Regions from separate parts of the Rattus norvegicus genome. Here region 1 is linked to region 2. A link is a contact called in public Hi-C data. All regions are on one chromosome and are shown on one strand. The core of a region is the stretch at or near the end of the contact, and the rest is flanking DNA. Distances in the headings are between cores, read along the strand shown.

Evidence for each region. A called contact is a pair of places that touch in the nucleus more often than the background predicts.
Region 1: a Hi-C map of prefrontal cortex shows a contact between it and region 2, with 4 times the contacts expected there. The contact joins the promoter of C1h15orf40 here to the promoter of Rps17 in region 2. A contact is called at or near these places in 4 of 12 Hi-C or Micro-C datasets (frontal cortex, kidney, mammary epithelial cells and 1 more).

Annotation. Positions count from the first base shown.
Region 1 is chr1:145,139,702-145,142,587 of GRCr8, reverse strand. C1h15orf40 (similar to human chromosome 15 open reading frame 40) reads left to right here and starts at 1,341. Exons shown (of 4, transcript NM_001024749.2): 1 at 1,341-1,465; 2 at 2,401-2,527. The coding sequence starts at 1,436.
Region 2 is chr1:144,706,120-144,709,349 of GRCr8, reverse strand. Rps17 (ribosomal protein S17) reads left to right here and starts at 1,614. Exons shown (of 5, transcript NM_017152.3): 1 at 1,614-1,642; 2 at 1,872-2,023; 3 at 2,519-2,624; 4 at 3,073-3,138. The coding sequence starts at 1,640. It also overlaps a transcript of Cpeb1 not described here.

The DNA of each region.
Region 1 (2,886 bases), core at 92-2,591, 430 kb before region 2:
AGTACTAGGCATCACTGCCCCCACCCCTTATGCCAGTCCCTTCCTCAGCCTTCTGTCTGTTCTTGTCCTCACATTCAAAAACTAAGAGGGAACCACAGCATTTATTTATTCTTCCTACCTGCCAAACAAAACAATCCTTAACTCCTTGGCAAATCTAAGATCAAGTTTTAAGATTTTTTAAAAACTAATATTACATTGGGTTTCTGCCATTTGGATCACAGACCCTATTCTTTCCAATGGGACAGGTGGCTGTGTGACAGATTGACCTGAGAAAGGCCCCTGTTCTTTCTAGCTAGTGTTGAAGTTTTTATACTCTGGAGGTACCTGTGGAGAAGGCTGAAGGGCTCCTTAGGGGACATTTCTTCCCTCTCCTTTACCCATCCAGCCACATGCTGGATGTAGTATGTAACACCTGATCATTCTGCCTGAGCCTAAAGCTGGTCTCAGCATCCCTAGTGTTTCAATTTAGTAGGCTTTACCCACTTTCTTACAACCACACCACATAGTTTGTCATATAGAAGTGGTGTCTCTAGGAGAGTGAGCTGAGATCTCATTCTGATCCCAACCTTTAGTGGCTGTTTGCAGCACTCACATTCCAGTCCCACCTGTTCCTGAATTTGAACACTGCAACCCTTTGACATTCGTCATACTCTCTCCCTCCTCTCCTCCCCTCTCCCCTTCACCCTCACCCACACCCCCTCACTGGTACAGGTCTGAGTTTCGGTTGTGTATTCAGGTTGCTCTTTAATTATTCCACTTGGATGTCTCCAATCATTTTAAACTTAATGTACCCTAAAAAATCTCCTCTCGGACACCCAAACCTGTTTGCTAGCCCTAGACTTGGGCATCATCAGATGATCTTCCCCCCGATCTGAGGTCATTCAGGTCCCAACGATCCTCAAAATGGTTACAAGCCATCTCCCATTTAGGTGACAGATCTTCCTACCTCTGGGCATATACTGTACAGATTCTAACCTAATTGGACAAGGCCAGTCCCTAACTTTAGCACTTGCATTGATTTGCCTCTGCTCCAGTTTCACGAGCGATTGTATCCCACTCCACAATGGATCTCTTACTCTCACACTGCCCAGTGCGAATTGCTTTGGTACCGCGTTGGGTAGGCGAGCACCGAGGCTCGCAGCTCTTGCCAATCCTGAGGATAGGTGGCTTTCCCTCTGGTGACAAAGATGGCTCACCAATGGATCACACCCCGAGGCTGGCAGGTTGCAAAGGAATGAAAACAGCGCCATCTCGAGGCGAGGTGGCGCTCTTAGGTGCGGACTGACGCGCATACCACTTCCGCCCTTGACGAGCGCAGGCGCATAGGACTCTTCCGCCATGCTGCCGCCTTCCGTGGCGCCTGCGAAGTTGTGATGCTGAAGCTCCTTGTAGGTCGCTGTGCTTGGCCTCTACTAGACTCCTGTGTGGTTCCACAATGCCTAAGAAAGCCGGTGCAACAAGCAAGGCCAGTTGCAAGTCCCGTGATGTGGAGAGGGTGGGCCACGGGGCTACACTGGCGGGGAACAGAAGGAGCGCCTGGCGGGCGGAAGACCTCCCTTCGGGTCCAGGTCTGAGACTTTCTAAGTCGCACATTAGCTCGCCTAAGGAACATTGGAGGAGTAGGCTCCTCTACGCACCCGCTGACCTCCGTCTTTGCTCCCGCACTCTGAGGGTTACACTTCCCGGCAGGCTATGAGTTCTGACCCCCAATAGCCTCCCAAAGGTGGCAGATCACTTCCTTCTGTCAAGGAGACTGCACTCCCTCCCCTAATATTTCCTGTTCTCTGTCGCTGTGATCCCAGCACCTTGAAGACACGGAGTATGGATCCTTATTCCTCTTCATACCCACTGTCTGTATATTGCCTAAGTTGTTAGATGGCATTAAAATGCCAGTCATTGTTCTTTCGGCAATAGACCCTAAACCCACTCTGAGCTGTGGGATGCATTGGTTATAAAGATGACTAACAAATGGCCCTTCTCTAGAGGAATAGAAACTATAAAGAGACTAGGGAACAAGTCCTAAGCTAGCAAAGAGATCTAAACAGGACACACTCCCTGCGCACACGTACACATACGTACACACACACACACACACTCACACACTCTAAAAGCTTTGACAAATGTAAGTAATTAATAGTCTCTGCTTGTAGGGAAAGTGAATTATAAGCCAACCAGGGAAAGCAGTCTAAGGAGAAAGGTGTGGACCAGGGCCAGGTCTTGCAGGGCAGTGCAAACACTGGTGGTTGGAGAGAAGTGGGTTGGACTGTGGAGGAACGTGGGACAAGCACCTTGGCTGCAAGCCCCTGGGTAGTGGGCCCAGTTTAGTGAAGATGAGGGTAGTGATGGGTCAAAATAAGTGAAGCATTTTGTTACCTATAAAATTGTGTGTTGTCATTTTAGGGTAAAAACCAAACCAAGGAACCAGAGACACCACCTCCCCCTACAGGGCCTGTAGCAACTGATTCTAAAGGCTTTGTCACCATAGCCATCCATGCCAAACCCGGCTCCAAACAGAATGCTGTGACAGGTACAGTCTGAGCACTGGGTGGGATTTGTATGTGGACCAAGCAGTTTCTTTTATCTTCTTTTTGACTTGTTATCTAAAAGTTTATCCTGTAACTGTAATAGTATTTTTATATCTGCATTTGGAAACGTCTCCACTTAAACATTCTATAGTCTCATATAAAGGTATTTGAAAGAAAATGTAAAAAAAAAAAAAAAAAGAAAGAAAAAAAATGTACAATATTTAATACCAAATCAGATAGACTCTCTATATCTTTTCCTTTTTAAAAATGTGGTGTTTTGGAGATGGGCCTGGTGTGTGTGAGTGTGTGTGTGTGTATCAGTAATTCACAAGTACTTAGGAACTGAGGCAGGAGGTCAGCT
Region 2 (3,230 bases), core at 365-2,864:
TGCACTCTGTACAGATTGTGGAGTAAGCTGTGGTGTACTTTTTTTGGCACATAATAAACACGTTGCAGCAGAGTTGTGGTTTTGTCTGTCCGGGGTGTGTGGTAGCAAGCAGGGAAGGAGATTCCAGGGACAAGTCCTCTCTTCATGTATTCTCACAATGGGAGGGACCCCAGTCCAGAGGGATGGTATGTGCATGTGGAGACCTGCTCCTATGTGGAACCTGTTGCATCCTGGTCAGCCAGGCTGGAATATCGGTACCTGGGTGGTTACAATCTGAAATGAAAGACCTATGAATTTTACTTGCTTGGCCCCTTGAGGCCTCCAGATGCAGCCCCAAGAATGCTAGAGACACAACCGCCAAGATGTCAGGAGCCACTTGTTGGCTGCTTTCTTGTGAGCCTGAGCCCTTGCGTGTTCCTCCTTCCTCTTGGACTCCCTTGTGCTTTTGTGCTAATGCAATTCCTTTCCGCGTGGTTACTACTTTGCTTTTTTGATTCAGGGTCTTTCTTTGTGGCCTTGTCCTGGACTCCTTATGTAAACCAGCCTGGCCTCAAACTCAGGAAGTCTGCCTGTTAGGCAGGCATCCCGAGTTCTGGGATTAAAGGTATGCACTAGCATATCCAGCAGTGCTTTTCCTTTCTGCACAGCCCTTTACACTAGTTTCTCCATGGCTTTATGATAGGTCTGATAATTTTTCAAGTAGAGAAGTTTTGAGTCAGCCTGCTGAACTGATCCTTTGGGAAACTAGTCTGAGGGAGAGCAGACCCCTAGGTACTAAAGCATCCTTCTTGTAAGATGCAAAAATTCACTAATCAGAATCCAAGAGTTCTCTTCCTGCAAGACTGTAAGGTCTAGTGTTCTACCTGGCCTCCACTTCATTAGAAATTCACTGGTAAAGTAAGCTGCAACTCCCAGGGATTACTGATCTTTGATCTCTTCAGTTCTGGTTCCATAGACCTCTTTTTTTCCTCCCTCCATGAGCTACTTTAGAGTAAGGATAACCGGAAGAAGCTGAAGGTTGGAGATAATAGTGTCTTCACTGGTTGGGAGCAGTATAGTTCTCTCAGATCTTAATTTGTTATGTTTGAGAGCTCTCTGTGAGCCAGCCGCTGTTTTAAGCACTCGAGGTTAGTACTTGTTTAGCTCATCCCCAATTGAGAAAAGTAAAACGCGCTAAGACATTTAAGAGCAGCTCTAATGGAATACTGTGCTAGAATGTGAAGAAACGCCGGGAAATAAGAGAAACCTCTCCAATTAGGCTAGAGTCGCGCGCGTGTTGGAGATCAGGGATGACTCCCCTCTACTACTACACCTTTCGGAGCTCGGGCCTCCTATCTGCCTCAGGGCCTCAAAGTATCTCCTAGATTAAAGCAACCTGAACCTCCCAACAGAAGCCTACCTACCACGGAACTACTAGGAGCAGAAACTCTGTTGGAGAGACGTCCGAGCTACCGACGTGCGCACGCGCAGGCTCTCGCCCCGCCCTCAGCGCAGCACTGCCACTCCAGTCCTCCAGGGGCCGCTGTGGTATTCTCGCGAGCTTCGCGCAGCCGTAGCCGGGCGGAAGCGGCTTTCTGGCCTGCGCTTTAATAGGCTTCTCTTGTGCTTCCTGTTTCCTCTTTTACCGAGACCCGTCAACATGGTAGGTGTTTGCCTCTGAGTGCTCTGTCCTTTTCAATCCGCATCCATCCTCCGCTTGTCGCGGCCTCAAGTCCGCAGCGAGAGGCTGCAGGCGGTGCCCACGCGGAGTCTGTCAGCCTGGCGCGCTTCCGCGTGAAGTTCTCCGCGCACCGACCCCTCTGGGAGCCGGCGCCTGCTTCCTCCATGGAAGGTGCGGGCTCCCCAAGTCACTTTGCCCTCTCCACCTTCAGGGCCGCGTTCGCACCAAGACTGTGAAGAAGGCGGCCCGGGTCATCATCGAGAAGTACTACACGCGCCTGGGTAATGACTTTCACACCAACAAGCGCGTGTGCGAGGAGATCGCCATCATCCCCAGCAAAAACCTTCGGAACAAGATAGCCGGGTGAGTGGAGGCCTCGCGGCTGCCTGCGGCAACTGTCCCTCCGGAAGAGCCTGCCCTGGCCGTTCCCTTTGCTCGAGGTCCCCCGAATGGTCCGAGGGAGCTGGAGGTGTGCGTTCACTGTGGGTTTTTGCCGAGGTGATCTTAGAGTTATTTACGGTAGCTGAAGGCAGAGCTCCGACCTCCAAACCTTATTGCTGCAGTATCTGCTCACAGCATTTTATCACTATGGCCATGTTGCACGAAAAATTAACGGTGCTGTGTCCGTACGACTGATGAAACCAGTCAAGGTACAAGTGCGGAAGAGTTGATGCTTGGAGGAGGGTTATTTACGGAGTGTGAGGAATGTAGTGGGTGGATGTCTGGACTTTGTGTGTATAGGAGGATCTCCGACGGTGAGTCCGACCTCGATGTAGAAACAAAGTAGGTTTTGTACCCAGATACTCTGCGCACTAGGTGGGAAGTGGTCACTGTTCTTCCTGGCTTGTGTGTTTGTAGCTATGTCACGCATCTGATGAAGCGGATTCAGAGAGGTCCTGTGAGAGGCATCTCCATCAAGTTGCAGGAAGAAGAGAGGGAGAGGAGAGATAATTATGTTCCTGAGGTAAACCTTGTGGGTCTTTGTACCTTTTACTACCTGCTCAGGTGGTAGTGGGGCCTCATCTGTGGTGGGAGCTCAGCTGCCTTCGGAGTGCCGCACCCAGCTGAGGGTGCCTGTAATCAGCCTGCCTACTGTTAGCCTTCCTGGAATCTCAATTCAGTTTGCTCTTCCCACATGGGAGCCTAGAGAGGGTGCCTGCCTCCCGACCATATTAGCTTGACCTACAAGTGTGAGCACTGCCGTAAGGCTTTCAAAACGCACACTAGAGCGAAGCCTTGGGCTGTGGTGGTGCACATCTTTAATTCTAGCATTTGGGAGGCAGAGGCCAGCCTGGTCTACATACTGAGTTTTGGGGCAAACAAGGTTATGTGGAGAAGCCCTAGCTTTCAAGGGATCAGAGGAAGTGAAAGATAACACATTCATAATTTGGACTTGACTCTTTCTCTCTTAGGTCTCAGCCCTAGATCAGGAGATCATTGAGGTAGATCCTGACACCAAGGAAATGCTGAAGCTTCTGGTGAGTGTCGGCTGATTGCTTGAGTAAGGCTGGTGTCTAAATGGCTTGTGGCTGCTTGTTCCGAGTGTGTTGGAATAGCTTTCACGAGATAA